Regions from separate parts of the Zea mays genome. Here region 2 is linked to region 1. A link is a contact called in public Hi-C data. All regions are on one chromosome and are shown on one strand. The core of a region is the stretch at or near the end of the contact, and the rest is flanking DNA. Distances in the headings are between cores, read along the strand shown.

Evidence for each region. Hi-C and Micro-C count contacts between places; a contact is called where the count stands out from the background.
Region 2: a contact with region 1 is called in a Hi-C map of ear, with 2.5 times the contacts expected there. The contact joins the promoter of LOC100217208 here to the promoter of LOC100194008 in region 1. A contact is called at or near these places in 2 of 25 Hi-C or Micro-C datasets (ear and leaf).

What each region holds. Positions count from the first base shown.
Region 1 is chr8:133,367,258-133,369,989 of Zm-B73-REFERENCE-NAM-5.0, forward strand. It overlaps LOC100194008 (Peroxidase 64), which reads right to left and starts at 1,326. Exons shown (of 2, transcript NM_001139072.1): 1 at 897-1,326; 2 at 1-823. The coding sequence starts at 1,136. The coding sequence ends at 53.
Region 2 is chr8:133,505,617-133,508,348 of Zm-B73-REFERENCE-NAM-5.0, forward strand. It overlaps LOC100217208, which reads left to right and starts at 1,329. Exons shown (of 6, transcript NM_001360086.1): 1 at 1,329-2,036. The coding sequence starts at 1,415.

The DNA.
Region 1 (2,732 bases), core at 76-2,575:
GCTAGCTTAGTAGTACAGGCAGCTGACCCTCACCTAACTCCAATCCCCCCGATCAGTTGACCTTGTTGCACTTGAGCCTGACCTCCCCGGGCGGCCCGGTGAGCACCTCGATGCTGCCCATCTTCACCATGGCGGCGGCGAATCGCTGCGACCAGAGCGTGCGGTTGGCGGCGTACAGCGCCACGAGCGCGGCCGTGTCGTTGCGCCCCGCGAGCGCCTGGTCCGACGAGAACACGGCCTCGTGCGTCACCACGTTGCGGTAGTACTGGTTGTCCAGCTGCAGCGGCGTGGCGAAGTCGAGGTCGACGACGCGGTCGCGCCGCCCGCCGCCGCCGGCGGGGCACCGCGCCCTGAGCCGCGCCCCCAGCGTGGCGTTCATCGCCGGGTCCAGCTGCGGGTACAGCCTGGCGGGCGCGAAGGACGAGCAGTGGGAGCGCCCGATGGAGTGCGCCCCCGACAGCGTCACCAGGTCGTCGGCGCTCAGGTTCTTGGACGCGAAGCGGCCCAGGAGCTGCGTCAGGTTGAAGGACGCCGGCGGCAGGTTGGCCGTGGCCTCCGACGCGTTCGACACGCGCCCGTCCAGCCGCCCCGACGGCATCGCGAACCGGATGCCGCCCATGATGCGCGCCGCGTCGCGCGCCGCGAACGCCACGATGTCCGCGCACGACACCGTCCCGGGGCACCGCCGCTCCACCACGCGCTTCGCGCGGCTGATCACGCTGAACCCGCGCAGGCTAGGGAAGTTGGGCGGGGACGTCTTCTCCACCGTCCTGTTCCCCGGGCTGCCCGTCGGGTCGTCCAGCAGCACCGACGCGTCGCATCCCTGTCAAGGAGCTCAGTTGCATTATTGCATTGTCCGATTGGGCTGGGGCTGGGCATCGAATAATCCTACGTACCCTGACGAAGCAGTCGTGGAAGAAGAGCCGGATCAGGCCCGGCCCGTTGCCGGCGTCCTTGCGGACGGCGGCGTGGACGATGGTCTCGATGAGGCTCTCGGCGGCCGGGCAGCTGCCGTTGTAGTACCCCACCTGCAGCTGCGTCGCCTCCGAGGAGTAGAAGCATGCCACCGTCACCGCCACGGCCGCGACGAGCTGCCGGCGTACATGGGCGGCCCCAGCTCTGGTCTTGGCGCTCATCGTCGTCCCAGGCCAGCCGCCAGCTGCTACCACTACTGATCGAGTGGCACTGAGTAGCCTATCTATCTATCTATTCTATTCTATGATGGATAGGATAGAGACGGGAGAGCACCGCCACCGGCCGGCCCACAGCTCGCAAGCCGGCTACTGTACACTGACAGAAGGAAGCAGCCAGCAGCTAGTAGCTTGCTCGGTGGAGTGGCAAGGAAAAGAAGATCGAGGAACCTTCTATTATATATACAGATCGATCGATCGATCCAGGCATCCATGTGCAGAGTGAACTGGTGAAGAACGTACAGTGGCTACTTAATTAGGTATACTGCGTGCGTAGCTAGAGGTAGGGAGGAGGAAGAAGGCACCTAGCAACATGGCCAGCGGTGTGTTGTCATCTGGACGAACATGCACGCCATCCGATTGGGCCTGTAGCCATGACCAGCTGCTAATTAACGTACACGAATCTTGTCTTGTCTAATTATACAAACCTGCAGTAGTGCAGACCGAGCGCTGTGCCCTGCACTGCACTGCACACACCTGTGATGTGCTGTGCCTGTGCTTCGCCGCCGGCCGGGCGTCGCTTCTTGCTCGTTGACATCACACTGAGACTTCGGAACTGTCTTTGTCAGGTAATTTGGCGCAGTGAATTCAGAGGCCGGCCTGGTGGGAGGAGTGGTGTGGTAGTGAATTGAGTGCTCTGCGCCTGCCTGAACAGCTAGCTGCTGGTTTAGCGCGTAGATCCATCCATTCCAGCGTCAGGTTCAGTTTGTTTTAGTAGCAGTAATTTAGCTTCAGATCTAACGACCCTACTTGCTGCCGTAAGAGTATGCCGGAGAGCAAGAGATGGAAACATGGTCCTCGCTAACAATATCTCTGATTACTAGCTTGTCATCATTACCCACTCATGCCCAGACGGAGGGTAGCGTGCAGTATGCAACTCGGTAGCGGTAGGGACACAGCGAGGGGGTCGAACAAGTGACCTGTTACTCGAAATCCTTAACCATACGCTAGAAAAGCTCTTTCGCCTACATACCACAATTTACGTTTAGACTGCGAGCCTCATGAACGTTGGCTGTTGTTAGAGCAACTCCAATTGTTGTCTAAACAATTTCCTAAATCTTAAATTTAATAAGTGAACAAAAAAATTGTTTCTCTAATAGTTCTCTAAATAGACTTATTAATATAGTTACTTATTATCTAACCCTATTTACTCTCCAAGTTTGGCAACAGGATACAAACTCCCTAAACGCAGTTGGTACTGATCTCTTCACGCAGCGTGCTCATTTTTTTCTCTTTTTCCACGCCGCGATGTAGCCAGGTTCGATGTGCTTTTCCCCCTTTCCCGCGCAATGAGGTAGCCAGGTCCGATACACGTCACACAAGCTTCTTCTCCACCGGCAAACCACCGCCGCCCCATAGGCTGTGTTGCCAGACCACTGCTTGTCACACCCGGGTTTTAGGGGTCCAAACCCAGGCGCGAACTTCACCAAGTGTGTGCTAGGATCAAGTCTCACACATATGATGACTAATGGTACAAAAACGAATATAATATCTTTAATATATAATGGAGTTTTATACAAAATAGTTAAATAATTACATCAT
Region 2 (2,732 bases), core at 79-2,578, 140 kb after region 1:
CTTTATACATGATTTGTACTTTGTCCACCATTTAACACTTAGGCACTTGTGTTGGACACTAAATCACCAAAATACTTAGAAATGGCCCAAGGGCACATTTCCCTTTCAATATCAGTGAATGACAATGACGTATCGTCTTTGTTAGATATACAAAGAGATGTCACCCATATGATTGGTTGGCCGCATCGTTTTGTCTTGGACCACTGCATACATTGACTTTATTTGAGCGCATGTTTGGTAGTCTGCACGTCGAAGGCGTGGGCTGCATGAGACGATGCAAAATAAGCCATTTGAAGACTAATTGCCTGCATCCACTCGTACTGTCAAAACGTCCGTATCCGACCAGCCAGGCTCGAGCGAGCGTGCAGCCACGAACAGACAATCAGCCCGAGACAAAATCAAACCCACTCATTCCGCGATCCTGCAGGGTGGGGGCAGCCCACATGGTCCTGCGCTCTGAATTTGATTCGGCCTTGCAAAATCCATCATTGTGCAACTTAAGCACATGGGCCTGAGTCCGTTAGCATAGCCATGAAATTTTGGGCCTCATCAGGGCAGACAAGGGAAAAAAACAGTTGTACCTCTTTCTACCATCACAAAAAAATAAAATCAAGACATAACTCCTTACTCATCTTCTAAGACACAGGACATATTTGGTTCAGTTTTTTTTACTTACTTTTCTGGCTATGAAGAGAATCAGGCTCTGAGTATCATGGGCTTTTTACCCAAGTTTAACCGACTCATATTATTAAGAAAATTTATAGTTATCGTTAATTTTTACGTGATATCATCTAAGGCTTTGATTTATTTTATTTTTTCATCAAAAAATGAAAAATGAGCCAGTCAAACTTAACACAAAAATATCAAATAAATTATAAATCAGAATGGAGGGAGTACCAAAAAATTTATACTAAAGCATACTACATCATATGTTTACTATATAAATCTACTCATGTGGAGTTCAATAAAATTAGATTTTTTGAGTGATTTCTTACATTTTTTCAAAGATTCGACCAAAATAAACATACAATAACAAGGGAAAAACGCCGAGGGAACAGGTGGGAGAGAATCTATATAAGTTTTGTAGTTATTAGAGAGAAAAAAACAATTTTTACTATAGATAATTGAAGAAAATAAGGGCTAGTTTGGAAATTCTAGTTTTTCAAGAGATTTTCATTTTCCAGAAAATTATTTTATTTTTCATTGAAAAATAGAGTTGTCAAACTAATTGTAAAATGGATTTTTTTCCGTCTGACAAACAAACCCACCCAAGCACGCTAGAACCGCCTTTACCAGCACGAGCCCGTGTCGCTCGCTGCTGCCACTTCGCTTGAACTCATTTGCAATTGCGAACGCTTCTTCTCCCAGTCCCAGCACGCCCAACCCCGTCGCCGCCTTCTCGAACCTTCCGAAGATGAGCCCCCCGGCCCCGGCCGCCGCGGCGGCGGCGGCGCCGCGAACGGTCGCCTCGGCGGTGCTCCGCGTCCAGATGGCGCTCCTCGACGGCGCCGCGGTGTCCAGCGAGGCCCTCATCCACGCGGCCGCCTCCGCGCTCCTCTCCCGCGCCGACTACGACGACGTCGTCACCGAGCGCACCATCTCGGACGTCTGCGGCAACCCCGCGTGCCCCAACCCTCTCTCCTCCTCCTCCGCCGCCGCCACGGGGCCCCGCTTCCACATCGCCCTCAGCGAGCACCGCGTCTACGACCTCGAGGAGGCGCGCAAGTTCTGCTCCGAGCGCTGCCTCGTCGCCTCCAAGGCCTTGGCCGCCTCGCTCCCGCACGACCGGCCCTACGGGGTCCCGCTCGACCGCCTCGCCGCGGTCGTCGCGCTCGTTGAGGGCGCCGCCGCAGGGGACGGGAGCGGGTTAGGGTTCCAGGGACTGGATGGGAATGGGAAGGTGGAGGACGGGGGAAGGAAGGTGGAGATCAAGGAGAAGCAGGTCGCCGGGGCTGGCGAGGTCTTGCTGCAGGACTGGGTTGGGCCCTCCGATGCCATTGAGGGTTATGTGCCGCGCCATGACCGCAGTGCTCATGGTGAGTATCCCATACTTTGTTTGCCCATGATTGCATTTTATTATTTTGTAAATATCAATTGATTGAATGACGGAAAGGCGAGAACAGAGCCCAATGGTGGTGTTAGTGTCTTGTCGTAATGCTGAAATATTGCATGGAGATATGTTGCTTTAGACTTCAGTGTTGCAGTTTATGTATTTGGTCTTATATATTTCCATAGGTGTTTGCTCATGAATAACTTGGGTAGGTTGAATTGGTTTCCGGAATAAGATATGATTCTATGTTGATATTGTTACTTTTAAGTTTTTAACATGTAAATATAAGTAATCTTTACCTGTGGTTGTGTCGCAATTAGTAGTTTATTTGCATCCTGCTAGTGCATCTAGTTAGCAACCTTTTTGTATACATGAAGACTATTTGGGTGAAAGGAGCCAAACTTGACACCTACTTGCATATTTTCCATGTGATGATCGTGTCTATGGCGGTTGACGTGTGCAGCCTGCAGATGTTTGTGTTATTGTTTAAGTGTGTATGCTAGTAGAAATTAAAGAAAAATAGAACAATAGAGGTTGTTGCTCAATGGTTTTCTGACTATTACTCCTTTGCACCATGATGTGTTGAGGTCATTCACCCTTGGAGTTTTAGTCAGTACCCTTGATTTAGGGTCTGTTTGGTTGGGCTGTGGCTGTGGAAAAAGTTGCTGTGGGCTGTGAGCTG